Regions from separate parts of the Pan troglodytes genome. Here regions 2, 3 and 4 are each linked to region 1. Evidence: chromatin contacts called from public Hi-C and HiChIP or PLAC-seq data. All regions are on one chromosome and are shown on one strand. Each heading gives the region's core, a stretch centred on a gene start, on an enhancer-like site or on the middle of the called end of the contact. The rest is flanking DNA. Distances are from core to core; before and after follow the strand shown. Region 1 holds the start of TPP2 (tripeptidyl peptidase 2). Region 2 holds the start of ERCC5 (ERCC excision repair 5, endonuclease). Region 3 holds the start of BIVM (basic, immunoglobulin-like variable motif containing). Region 4 holds the start of TEX30 (testis expressed 30).

Region 1 (3,129 bases), core at 469-2,968:
AAGTTGCCTAAGGCAAAAAACTAAGTAATTTTTAAAAACCGTCGTATGTTTTCAGGTTTAAAAAAAAAAAGTCGCATAATTTCATAAGGTCTGAGAAGCTCGCCAAAACCAAACCTAACTGAATTCTCCTTATGTAAACGAAGACTAAGCCACAAGATTCAATGACCCTAAGCAAATACGCTGCAGAAGACCGTTTAAAAATAGAATACACAAAACTACCACAGGAAACAATTCCGGAAGCGGACTGGGTTATCTTCTGGAAACCCAGCTTTCGTGCTTAAAGACAAACTATTCTTCCCCAAACCAAATCTCCCGATCCCTAAACATTAAGTTCTCACATGTCAGTTGCCTATCTGGTGTCTCCACCCCACCCCAATGATAAAAGCTGTAAAATTCTCTTTAAAAACGTCAGGCAGGGACAGGTGTCCGAGGCACCAGGGGTATGCAGAGGAAGGCGGCGTGGAGGGAAGGAGCCTGGGGGGTCCGGCCTGGCAGCGCCGAAGCGAGAAGGAAGGGGAGTCCCTGGGGCCAAAGGGGGACCCAGGCTTCCCCAGGCTGCCGCGCCGGGCACGCTGCTTTTGTTGAGCTGGGACCACGGCCCAAACTGGGGTCCGGGCCCTCGCCCGCCCAGCGACCCTGGCACTGTGCGCCGTTGAGTCCCCTGGGCGGGCGCCCGTCCCTCCCGCGCCCGGCTCTGACCTCTGCCCACCCCGGTGCTGCCCACCCCGGCCCGGACTCGGCCGCAGAGCGGGGCTTTGGCCTGCCGGGCTCCGAGACTGTGTCCCCACCTGCGTCCCCGGCCGCCCGCGCCCCCGCGCCCGGGCCCTCGGGGGCCGCCTCACCTGCATGCCCGGAGCCCCCGGGTCGACCCCCGTGTCCAGGACTGCGATGAGCACCCCCCGCCCATCATACTCCGGGTAGCGGCAGAGGAAGGAGGCGGCTCCGGTCTCCTTCTTCGGCAGAAGACCGTGAAAAGGGAAGGGCTCCTCAGTCGCAGCGGTGGCCATGGACGCAGGATGGAGGACGAGGAAGCGGCAAACTGCCAGGCTGCGCGCGGACTAGCAGCGCGAGGACACCCGTGCGGCCTCGGGCCGGAGGCGGGGGCGAGGGGCGGGGTCGGCCCGTCTCCCACCAATCCCGGCCTGCCAGGGAGCGGTGGCCAATCACGTGCTGCTACGTAAGCCAACGGCGCCGCTCTCAGGAGCTAGGCCCGAGTATTGCCCGGGCTGCAGTGAAGGGGGAGGAGTCTGAGGACGTTACTGGAGGGTTCGGATCTCGAACCTGGGGCCTTGAAGAGGCCCGCGCTTGGGGTTTTTAGGCAACAGCAGGCCTCCAAGCAGAGTCCTAGTGTCCCGGACCGAATCACTCCCCGAGAGACAGGCAAGGAGATGGACCGCCAGCCAGGAATAATGGGAACCCTTCGCTGGGCAAACAATAGTTTCCAAACTTAAGGTTGTGGATGAAACTTTTTGGTGCGGCTGCTGCAGGGGCCCCAGCCCCGGGGTGCTGCTGACCCGAGGCAAGGGAGCCGGCGCACTCACCCTTAGCCGCTAAGGAGTCTGCGGTGTCGGCGAAAGCTCCGGACATGATTTTGGAAGGTCGTAGTTTAAGGGGTGTAGACTTTGGGTTCCCCTGTGTTGTTATGCCCCTTTGATGGGGGTGAGGTGGTGACGGGGAGCAATAGGGTGGAGACAGGCAATAGTTTCAGTCAACAGGAAGTGGGTTGTTGGTCATTCCGTCGCCTTTGTAGCCAGTAACAAAGCATGAGACTGAAATGGGCCCCTCCTATCCGCTGCTGATCCTTAGCTTCCGGGATTTCTGAAAAACATCTTTTTTTTTTCCTCTTACACTGAAGTTTCTGATTGCTCCTTACGGCTGTCCACTCAATTACAGAGCCATAATTTTCAGTTTTCCAAATTCACAGTGCCTGCCGTCAGTTGCTGCAAGCTGCATAGTGGTCCTCTAATGATCTTTACGTCTATGCTCATGCCAGGGTAATCTTAGCCTTTTATTGTGCCGAAGACCCCTTTGGCAATCTGGTGAGGCCTATTTCTCAAGCAGTGTTTTAAAATGCATACAATGAAATAGATAGGATTGCCCAGGAAATAAATTATGTTTAAATGCAGTTATCAAAAATACTAAAGGCAATTTTGTTATATAGCAGGAGCTTTACGTGTGTGTATATAGTTACAGGTGTGCTTCTTTTGCATTAAATAACAGGAGCTAGGGCCAAGGCTAATAAACTACCATAACTTCAAAATAGTGAAGAATATAATTATTTGGAGATAGCGGTGAAAACTGCACTATGATGAACTGATTTTTATTGGTGACATAACAGCATAACTACCCTGGTTTTTGCCTACATTCATACTTGATGTGAAAAAAATTAAGAGGTTTGTATCTTTTTTCTACGGAAGTTTTTGAATCCCTTGGATTCTGTCTATGGACACCAAGTTAAGAATACCTGGTATAAAGGAAAGCCTTATGCATGCGGTTTCCAACCCACAGAATTTCAGAGATCCTCCATTAAGTCTCAAAAATTATTCTTATGGCTGTGCAATGGTTTCAGCTGATTCCTTGATCATTTATTCAGTCCATAAGTCTTACACAAGCATGTTCTCTTTAGTGCAGAGGAAAAAGAAAACTTTAATGTTTTTCTTCTTATTCCCAACTGTTTACATTACCTCTAGAAAAGAATTTCAAATTAACACAGACGAAAACAGAATAACAAACTCGCAGAAGACATTCAGTATAGAGCTTATAGTGATAGAATAGAATGGCTCCCAGTTTCAAATGAACCATAGTCCAATCACTTCATTTTATAGATGAAGAAACAAAGTTAACTGACTGTCATGGATTACAAAACAGGTTGATGAAAACACTGGATTTGTCTTCTCACAATCTCTCCCCAGTATGTTCTACCACACCATGTGCATGACTTTGCCAGAGTATCACCCAATGAATAAATGGGGAATGAACAGTTTATTATGAAACCTAGGTGGCAGACTTTTTATTAGACTGCCGTAACAGTGTTCTTTAGATTCTTCTTTTCCTTTCCTTTTCTTTTTCTTTTTTGACACAGAGTCTCACTCTGTGGCCCAGGCTGGAGTGCAATGTCACAATCTCGGG
Region 2 (3,129 bases), core at 418-2,917, 250 kb before region 1:
TGAAGAATTAGGGCTCCACAGTCAGGGATTCCTTTGCTGAACGCCCACACATTCTTGCACTCCATTTCCCGTCCCCAATCCCCCCGCAATCATTTACAGGACTCTTTCTTTCCACAAGCCCACAAGCCCCTAGACTCATAGATCCCCATTTAGGAAATTGGTGTAAGGTATCACCAGATTCTGAGCCAGAATAGATACTCAAAAAAAAAAAAAAAAAAATGACTACATAACAAAGAAAAAGATAAAAATTTCAAAAGCAATATCACGTTTTGCTAATGAAAAAAGAATTTAATTCCAATGACAAACAAAACCAGCCAAACATGTATAGAAACAATAGTCCTTAAAAAGTCAATTTAAAAAATGGGTAAAACACCTGTCCACACTATCCTTCCTCTAAGAAACACAAATGGGGCAAGACTCAAGCAAAACTAATCGTCGAAGTCTACTCTTCTCTCCTTACTGACCTCCCGGACAGGATAATAACTTTAAGATTTACTGTATTAATCGCGCTAAACTTCTCTCATGTAGGTAATTTCTTTATTCCTCATTCCAATCCTGTGTGTAGATACTATCACCACCTCTACTTTGCAGATGAGAGAACTAAAGCAGAGAGGAACGTAAAGCACTGCCACAAAGTGACAAACCAGGATGCACAGGCCGCTAAGACTGCAAAGCTGGGGAAAGCAGACAGGGCGGCCCGCCTCATCACCCGATTCCGCACTCAACCTACCACGGATCAAAAATATTTGCGATGGAAAAAAATAAATAAATAAAACATACCAATAAAAACTACAAAAAATTTTAAAATACAGTATAACAACTATTTACAGATCACTTACATTGCATTCGGCATTGCAAGTAAGCTAGAAACGATTTAAAAGATTACGGAAGTGGGTAGTTTATATGCAAATACCACGCCATTATATAAGGGAGTTGAAGGAACTTGAACATCGTGGTATACGGAGGAGGGGCTGGAACCAAAGCCCCGGGGATACCGAGGGACGACTGTACTTAAAAAACCTAGTGACAGAGATTCTATAGCGACCCCGACCCAAGACCATCATCCTGCAGATGCCACTGTGCCCAAGGCAGAGCCCCGCGAGGAATCCAGCCCCGAATCCCTGCACCCCAAGTCCCAACGCGGCGTTAAGGATACCAACAGCCAGGATCTTCCCTTCCAGCGCCTCGGGGCTGACCTGCCGCCCGGAGCACTCCAGCAGCTTCCAGAGCCCCTGGACCCCCATGAGGCGGCTGCGTCCTAAGAGCAGACCCCGACAACTTCTACTCTAATTCTTCCACGACGGGCTGCACCGCCGCCTAGGACCCCGGGAGGAAGCCCTCCCTGCTCCTACACAACAAAGATGGCAAATAATACAGAAGCCACGGTTTTCCAGTGGGGGACGGCACTAATGGGAGCGCATTAAAGCGGAGAGACTCCGGCTGCAACACGTCTCAGCAGCTGTCACCGCCTCCCGGAAGAAAGACAGGTCCAGAGAATGGCCGTTGGCGGGGGCAGGGCGTCGCCTCGCCCAGCGCTTAGGCCCAAACGTCTTCGCCGCTAATGGAAGACCGGGGTGCAAGGGCCACGCAGGCGACGGAAACAGCCAGAAGATGTCCCTGCGACACCTCTCGCCTTCGCTGGTGGGTCCGCAAACCCACGAAAAATGGGCCCGCTCGGTTTCCGTCTAATACGACGCTCAGGGCGGAAGCCCCGCCTCCGCACATGACGTATATTTTCTGCGCTTGCAGCACTCCGGAAGTGAGAAGTTTAGCCCCAGTGTTGATCCCTTGGTGGTTACTTGCTTCCGCCACGCTGGCATCCTGAAGGCGTTAAGCATTAAAACAATGTGCAAAAGTGCCTTCTTGGAGGGGTAACGGGCTTTTGTTTTTGTTTGAGACAGGGTCTCACGCTGTCGCCCATACTGGAGTCTAGTGGCGCGTTCGTAGCTCACTGCAGCCTGGAACTCCTGCTGTCCGAGCTCAAGCGACTCTCCCATCTCAGCCTCTCAAGTAGCTGGGACCGCAGGTGCGCACCACTATGCTTGGCGAATTATTTTTTTAGAAATGAGGTGTCCCTGTGTTGCCCAGGCTGGGAGCTATTTTCTGCACGCTTTTTTAGTATCGGTTTCTACCTTTGCGCCGCCATGTGTGAAGATACTTAACACGAAGTGTTGTTTTACACGTGAAGAGACAACCAAAAGGTGGATGCCTTCTTGGTTTTGTACTATTTATTTATATGCTAGCACGTAGTAACTAAAGAATAATAAAATTTAAAGCCTGTGAAGATGTTGGGGTCCCAAAATTACTAAGCAAAAGGGAAAAGTCAAGCTGGGAACTGCTCAGGGCAAAACCTGCCTCCCATTTTAGTCAGTCATCCTTCTGCTCGCTGAGATAGATGCATATTCTGATTGTCTCCTTTGGAAAGGCTTATCAGAAACTCGTATGCAGCCATTTGTCTCTCATCTACCTGTGACCTAGAAGCCCTTCGTGCTTCCGAGTTGTCCCCACCTTTCTGGAAGGAACCAGTGTACTTACATATGTTGATTGATGTCTCCTGTCTCCCTAAAATGTATAAAACCAATCTGTGCCCCGACCACCTTGGGCACATGTCATCTGGACTTCCTGGGGCTGTGTCACAGGTGCGCCTCCTTAACGTTGGCAAAATAAACTTTCTAAATTAACTGAGACCTGTCCCAAATTTTGGGGGTTCACAAGCCTTAATCCTTGACATACAGTTTAGTTTTCTTCAGCATCTAAAATTTATAATGCCGCGGCTTGTAGATCAGAAAGGACTAGAAATCAATTAACAGAGTAACCCCAGAAAAGGCCACAGCTCTGGAACCCTCAGGCCAAGATTCAAATCCCCGCATCGTGCCTCACTATGGTGTTTAGCATTCCTGAAGTCACATTTGTTCAGAATTTGTGTCTCCATCAGTAATCAGGGCATAAAACCAACCTTGCAGACTTTAGTAAGTATTCAAGGTGTTACATGCAACGCACTTAGCACTAGTAACTACTCAATAAAGGATAGTATTAGCATCCATATTTGTTCAAATTGGAACTAAATTTAAACTCAGTGAAAAGGCTGACTTAAGGGAGCAGGCAATTTTTTAAAGACTTCTTTATAAC
Region 3 (3,129 bases), core at 370-2,869, 200 kb before region 1:
TTCCTCCCCTTCAGACCTGCCGGTCCCCAGAGCCGAGGCGCCAGCCTGTCAAAAGATACCGGGAGTCCTCCGGGCCTGGCGCCAGCCTCCAGCCCGCGCCCCTGGGGAGGCCGGGAGCGTTTCCACCACCGTCCTCTGACAAGCTCGCCGCTCGGCCGGGCTCCGAGGCCGCCGGGACGGAGTAGACAGTCGCGCAGGCCAAGCCCCGCCGCGCAGAACCAGTGCGCGCGGAAGCGACGCGGGCAGAGAGGAAGGAGCGCGGCTGCGCTCCCTGCCCGTGGCCAACCCAGCCCGCGCCTCCGCGCGTGTCGCGGGCACCCCGAGTCCCCAGCCCGCAGAGCCCAAGGGCCGCCGAGGCCTCCTCGCCCCTACTCCCTCCTCTACCTTCCCTCACCGGCCGGAAGACGAGGCTCTCCGCCAGGGGGAGCGCGCCGAGGCCCGGGGGTGACCGCCTCGAACATGCTTGCCCCGGGCCCCGGGGACGCTGTCGGTGTTAAAGGGGGCCCACGGGCAATTGCTGCATCCGGGCTAAGAGCTGGGGCTCCGATTCGACTGTTTGAGTAAACGAGTCGGTATCATTAATAATGACAATTGCACAAAAGAAAATAGGAAAGAAACCCCCTTTCCTGGCGCAGGACCAGGCCCGCCTTGGCTCGGAGCCACCGGCTCTTCTGGGTTTTCGGGGCAGCTGGCAAAAGGCAGGCAGGCAGAGGAGGGGGCTCCGGGTCCGACTGCCAAGCTGACCAGGGCGGTGAGCCCGTGACTCCTGGCGGCGGCCCGGACCCGGGTGCTGGCGTGCAGGGGAAGGCGACTGCCGCTGCGCGCTGGTTCCCGGACCCTGCCCAGCGTGGCGTGGAGACCGACGGCCGCACAGGGGTCACCGGTATCCACATGGACACCTCCTAATCGAGCTTTGTTCACCACAGGGCTAGGCCCTTCTTTCCCTGGCGCTTCTCTTCCCCCTGCGACCCAGCTCTTCCCCCTACTCCTTCCCGGGAGAGCGCGCACCCATGCAGTGGCCTCCATCTGGACGCCACGGGGCTCCGGAGAGGCGATGACCCCTGGCAGCCCAGGCCGGTATCGAATTAAGTAAAAATTGTGAATGCCCAGGTGGCTGCGCGTAGAGTGGCAGCAGGCCGGGCTGGCGGCGCCCAGGTGCCCAGCGGAGGGCCAGGCGCTCAGAGCGCACAGCCGGCCGCCACCTCGGCCCCTGCCCCCCGCCCCGGGGTACCTCTGGCCTGTCGGGTGGGGTCGGGTCGCTGCGGCCGCGGCGGAACCCGGCTCCGGACCTGGATCACAGCATCCAGCGCGCGGCCGGCGAGGCGCCTCCTGTTACCCTGGGGCCGGCGTCCCTCGTCCCATCGGAGCGCGCGAGGATGCTGCGGTGCCCGGCGACAGGTCGTCGGATAGCATTGACAGCACCTTCCTTTCAAGGTGCTTTATGCCTGCCCTCTGCACGTGCGGAGGGCAGGGTGACCAACGCAAAAACCTGAGCTGCGCCTCCAGACCCGTGCGCCCCTTTGATGGGCATCTGTGGTGTTTATCTGTCCCCCGAAAGCGGTGACCGAAAAGTAAATAAATGGGCGAGAGGTGGTAAAAACCTGGCAGTATTTCCGCTCGTCCTGTCGCGAACTACATATCCCAGGGAGCCCGGGGCGCCGGGACGCGTGTCCACCCCGCCATCCACTTGGAGAAGGCGTTACTGAGCCTGGCCCGACGCACGGGCCAATCCCCTCGCCCTACACCTTGGCTGGAACCTGAGACGGATTCGCTCCCAAATGATGCTCCAGTGGCAGGAGCAACTCAAGTTCATCATTGTCCTGAGAGAGAGGAGCAGCGCGGTTCTCGGCCGGGACAGCAGAACGCCAGGGGACCCTCACCTGGGCGCGCCGGGGCACGGGCGTTGATTGTCCTGGGGTCGCGGAGACCCGCGCGCCTGCCCTGCACGCCGGGCGGCACCCTTTGCAGTCGCGTTGGCTGCTGCGATCGGCCGGTGGGTCCCTGCCGAAGCCTTGGCTGCTTCTGTCCACCTCTTACACTTCTTCATTTATCGGTGGATCATTTCGAGAGTCCGTCTTGTAAATGTTTGGCACTTTGCTACTTTATTGCTTCTTTCTGGCGACAGTTCCAGCCCTCGCCGAGACCGGCGGAGAAAGGCAGCTGAGCCCGGAGAAGAGCGAAATATGGGGACCCGGGCTAAAAGCAGACGTCGTCCTTCCCGCCCGCTATTTCTATATTCAGGCAGTGGATACATCAGGGAATAAGTAAGTCGAGAAACGGCTCCTTACCTATTTTGGATGGCGGTTAAGTCTGTTTCTCCTTTTAAGATTTTTCTTTCCAAGAACTCGTTTCTCCACAGCAGTTTATATTCCAGGATATTTGGTTACCAATTTTTCTCTGTAGCTGTAGAAATTGTTCCGAATTATAATATATGCCATATAATGTATTGTATATAACATATAAAATAATCTCCTAGCAATTTTGATTCAGATTCCCACATTATCAGGGCAAGACAAAGTCCCTCCACTTTGCTGGAAATACTGTTTCTAACTACTTTTCGCATAAGCTGTTATAAGGGATTTAAACCTAGTTGTTAGAGACTTGATGGGCTTCATCTTTCTCTGGTGCGGCCCTCAATTTTCAAGGAGACATCTGCAGGTAAGCATGTTTTGAAACTGAAAAAGAAAAATGAAGTACTATTTGAAACTTCAGAGTTCGGAAGGAAAGTATCGAAGTATTAATCTCCTATACGATTGTAACAAATATTTTGTTCCAATGAATTTAATACTTTAACATCATACTTAAAACTTATTTTTATAATTCATATACTTCTGAAATGATTGTCTCTATTATTGGTGGATGCTGACCGTGTGTATTTCATACAGAAAAAAATACTGGAATAAAAGGTTGTCAAGTAAAAGGCAGGTTGTAAATTTTGTTATTTGGCAAAAGATGATACACTACCTACTACTTTGCTTTTGCCCATGGCTGAGCATGATTTTTTTTTTTTTTAAGACAGGGTTTCACTTCCTAGCCTAGTCTGGAGTGCAGTGGTGCAATCACAGCTCACTGTACCCTCAACTTCCCAGGCTGAAGCTATCCTCCCACCTCAGCCTCCCTAGTAGTTGG
Region 4 (3,129 bases), core at 308-2,807, 180 kb before region 1:
TCACGAATTTTCTAGAAAAGGGGTGGGGAGTTCCCCTGGAACTGAGAATTCTTCCGTTTTTAAACCATATAAGGTAAGGTCTGGGCATTGCCATGGCATTTGTAAACTGTCAGAGTGCTGGTGGAAGTGTTGTAGCATGTTCATGTATTATAATTAGTGTATAATGAGCAGTGAGGGCACTAGAGGTCACTTTGGTCACCATCCTGGTTTTAGCTGGCTTGGGCCTGTTTCTTTAGGGCAGTTTCGGCCGTTTTTTTAGGGCATCCTGTTCTGACCAGATCTTGTTTTGCTCAGCAGGTGGTGATCAGTGCTCGGAAAGTCCTGCTGATCTCCTATCTCAACTGTAACTGCGCAAATACTTTTCAGGGGGATAATGGAAATGTTCTTAAATTACAGTGATGGTTGCAAATGGTTTTAAAATTACTGAAAATCATTGAATGGTACACTTCAAATGAGTGAATTTTATGGCATGTAAAGAAATGTTTTTAAAAAACACAGGTAAAAAATTAGGAGACAAAGAAGTATTAAGACTTTGTAATTTGGGGAAACACTTGTGATAAATGACAGCGACTATGTGGGTTTGTGGAATGTATTTCCTTATATGTACCGTGACAGAAAAGAGGGCAGGTGCCAACTGCACTGGGCTTGGGGAAGATTCATTCATTTAAGAAATTTTTTTTTTCTGAGCATTATTCATACACAAGAGGTTCACGGTTAAAACAAAAATTTACAAAAAGCAACCCTTTCTTCACCTGGGAGCTTATAGCGCAGTGAGGAGACACAGATACATCCATAGCTCGTGAGGTGACCGGGGAAGGACAGGAAGAGCGGGGAGGCGATCAGGGGAGGCCTCGCTGTGAAAACCACGCGCCCTGTCGACCCCGAGGAGACGCGGCCCACGCTGGGAGGGAGCAGCCAGGACAAAAGCCGGTCGTCATGGGGTCCCGCCTGGTGAGTGGGGGTGAGGACAGCGAAGTGTGGGCTGCCCTGGGCTTCCAGGGAAAGGAGCCAGATGGAGAGGGGAGATGTGGGGGACCGATCGCGTGCAACAGCCTAGGCCACTGCCGGCCGCTGGCTGTGGCAATGAGCGCGGAACCTTTGGAAGATCCGGGGGGACAGGCTTCCACAGCATCCACGTGGCTGCGGCGTCGCCGACAAGGCCCAGGCGGGGGCAAGATGGTACGAAGCGACCATTTAAGTGATTGTTACAATCATCCCCGCAAAGATAACAGGGGGCTTGACCCCATGTAGAAGTGTGCGAAGCGGCTGGTTTCTGTCAGCGTTTGACCTTAAGGGGAGTAACGAATCGACTATGGGTGTGAGGAAGACTGGTCAGAGCTGATCGCGCCTCGGAATGGAGTGGTGGCTGCGATGCGGAAAGGCCGCGAGTGGAGCAATCCTGGGTGAGGCGGAAACGGGGGCTGACTTTCCAGCCGTCCGCGTGCTACTGAGGCGGCGGCCACCGTGGCACCTTCCCCTAACTCCGCTCGTCCGCGCGTACAGCCCTGGGATGTGGCGGGCTGGGAGACCCACGCTCCCGGCGTGCTCTGCGGCCCGGCCCGCGCACCCGGGGGCGTGGCCTGCGCGCGCGTGCGTCGTAGCCGAACGCTGTGGCGGGGCAGGCGAGGCGGTCGCTTCGAGCGCGCTAGTCAGCTCCCTGAAGGGAGTGACGGCGGTTGGGTGCCCGCGGCCACTTTTGCCTTCCCGGGTAAGTGCGGCGGTGGCGGTTGGCGCCGCCGGCTGACGGGCGGCTTCCTGGGAGACGGGGAGAGCACCCGGCAGGCCCGCCTGAGGCGTTTGAGGCTCGCGGGCGTCACTCCTCAGGGGCGTCTGGTCCGAGCCGGGAGGCGTTCCGCTAAGTTCGGTGCCCGCGGGCACCAGCCGGTGGGGGCTTCGTCCGCTTTGCCGGGTAGGAGGGCGGAATGCGGGGTTGGTACGGGCGGGGAGAGCCGGACGGGGCCAACCTGGACCAACCACGTCAGCCAGTCCCGGGTGACTGGCTCGAAGTAGCCTCGGAGTTGAGAGGGGTCGACCGGGGCAGCCCGCGGCGCATCCCCGGCAGCGCGCATTTGCGGAGAGAACGGATCCCGTGCCCGAGCGCCGCCGAGCCCCGCACGCCCGTGAGACCCGCTTTGAATTTTCTCTCCATGTTTGCTGGGGTTGTTGACCCGACCCCCCGTAAGACTCGGACTCAACGTTTTTGTTTGCCCCACGACAGCCAGCGTAATGCTGTGGACGTAACAGGGCACGAACGTTTGTAACTGAAAGTTGAAGGGGCTGTGGCGTCTCCGTCCCGTGGCGTGGGAGGTGATCGCCCAGCCCTTGTGAGTAGGAGTTGTCCTAGAACTCCGCCGACCGCCCAGCCGGTGGAGCCGGCGCTCCGGACGCCACTAGAGCTGGCGTTTCGTGGGCGCAGCACCTCTAGCCGGTCATCTTCACCATCGCCGTTGAGGGCACTGAGGCCGGGCCAGGCTTCAAACCCTGCCCTCTCTGAACCTAAAGCCAGATACGAAAACCCAGACGACAGTGGCCTGGCACGGTGGCTCACGCCTGTAACCCCAGCACGATGGGAGGCCGAGGCGGGTGGATCAGCTGAGGTCAGGAGTTCAAAACCAGCCTGGCCAAGATGGTGAAACCTCGTCTCTACTAAAAATACAAAAATTAGCCGGGCGCGGTGGCGGACGCCTGTAATCTCAGCTACTCGGGAGACTGAGGCTGGAGAATCTCTTGAACCCCGGAGGCAGAGGTTGCAGTGAGCCGAGATCGCGCCACTGCACTCCTGCCTGGGGAACAGAGCAAGACTCTGTCTCAAAAAAACAAACCCAGATGACCTAGAGCAGGTTGCTTGGGGCTTGCATTATGGGGCATTTTCCGTGTTTCTGAAGAAAACCAGCATGTGTGCAGCTGCCGTGAAGAACACACTGTGCATCGTGAAGTCTGAAAAGAAGTAAAGCAGACCGGGAGAGGTGGCAAACGCCTTGGGATCCCAACGGCTTGGGAGGCCACGGCAGGGGGTATCGCTTGAGCCCGGGTGTTCAAGACCAGCCTGCGAAACATAGGGAGACCCTCGTCTCTACAAAAACATTTAAAAATAATTAGCGGGCGTGGTGGTGAGCGTCTGTAGTCCCA

The links. A called contact is a pair of places that touch in the nucleus more often than the background predicts. HiChIP or PLAC-seq counts read pairs in DNA pulled down with a chosen protein or histone mark.
Region 2: a Hi-C map of stem cell-derived neural progenitor cells shows a contact between it and region 1, with 4 times the contacts expected there. The contact joins the promoter of ERCC5 here to the promoter of TPP2 in region 1. A contact is called at or near these places in 4 of 7 Hi-C or Micro-C datasets (blood, induced pluripotent stem cells and stem cell-derived neural progenitor cells), 1 of 1 datasets of contacts at active chromatin or transcription factors (stem cell-derived excitatory neurons) and 1 of 1 other capture datasets (stem cell-derived neural stem cells).
Region 3: a contact with region 1 is called in an H3K4me3 HiChIP or PLAC-seq map of stem cell-derived excitatory neurons, with 4 times the contacts expected there. The contact joins the promoter of BIVM here to the promoter of TPP2 in region 1. A contact is called at or near these places in 1 of 7 Hi-C or Micro-C datasets (stem cell-derived neural progenitor cells) and 1 of 1 datasets of contacts at active chromatin or transcription factors (stem cell-derived excitatory neurons).
Region 4: a contact with region 1 is called in an H3K4me3 HiChIP or PLAC-seq map of stem cell-derived excitatory neurons, with 2.7 times the contacts expected there. The contact joins the promoter of TEX30 here to the promoter of TPP2 in region 1. A contact is called at or near these places in 1 of 7 Hi-C or Micro-C datasets (stem cell-derived neural progenitor cells) and 1 of 1 datasets of contacts at active chromatin or transcription factors (stem cell-derived excitatory neurons).

What each region holds. Positions count from the first base shown.
Region 1 is chr14:108,205,551-108,208,679 of NHGRI_mPanTro3-v2.0_pri, reverse strand. It overlaps TPP2 (tripeptidyl peptidase 2), which reads right to left and starts at 1,718. Exons shown (of 30, transcript XR_010150553.1): 1 at 843-1,718. LOC129136864 (a long non-coding RNA gene) reads left to right here and starts at 1,509. Exons shown (of 3, transcript XR_008538884.2): 1 at 1,509-1,598.
Region 2 is chr14:108,457,415-108,460,543 of NHGRI_mPanTro3-v2.0_pri, reverse strand. It overlaps ERCC5 (ERCC excision repair 5, endonuclease), which reads right to left and starts at 1,667. Exons shown (of 15, transcript NM_001427908.1): 1 at 1,157-1,667. The coding sequence starts at 1,244. It overlaps LOC129136865 (a long non-coding RNA gene), which reads left to right and starts at 953. Exons shown (of 2, transcript XR_008538885.2): 1 at 953-2,201.
Region 3 is chr14:108,410,263-108,413,391 of NHGRI_mPanTro3-v2.0_pri, reverse strand. BIVM (basic, immunoglobulin-like variable motif containing) reads right to left here and starts at 1,619. Exons shown (of 11, transcript NM_001427907.1): 1 at 1,232-1,619. POGLUT2 (protein O-glucosyltransferase 2) reads left to right here and starts at 1,719. Exons shown (of 9, transcript XM_009427208.5): 1 at 1,719-2,264. The coding sequence starts at 2,083.
Region 4 is chr14:108,385,000-108,388,128 of NHGRI_mPanTro3-v2.0_pri, reverse strand. TEX30 (testis expressed 30) reads left to right here and starts at 1,557. Exons shown (of 6, transcript XM_509722.7): 1 at 1,557-1,708. It overlaps POGLUT2 (protein O-glucosyltransferase 2), which reads left to right. Exons shown (of 9, transcript XM_009427208.5): 9 at 298-638. The coding sequence ends at 399.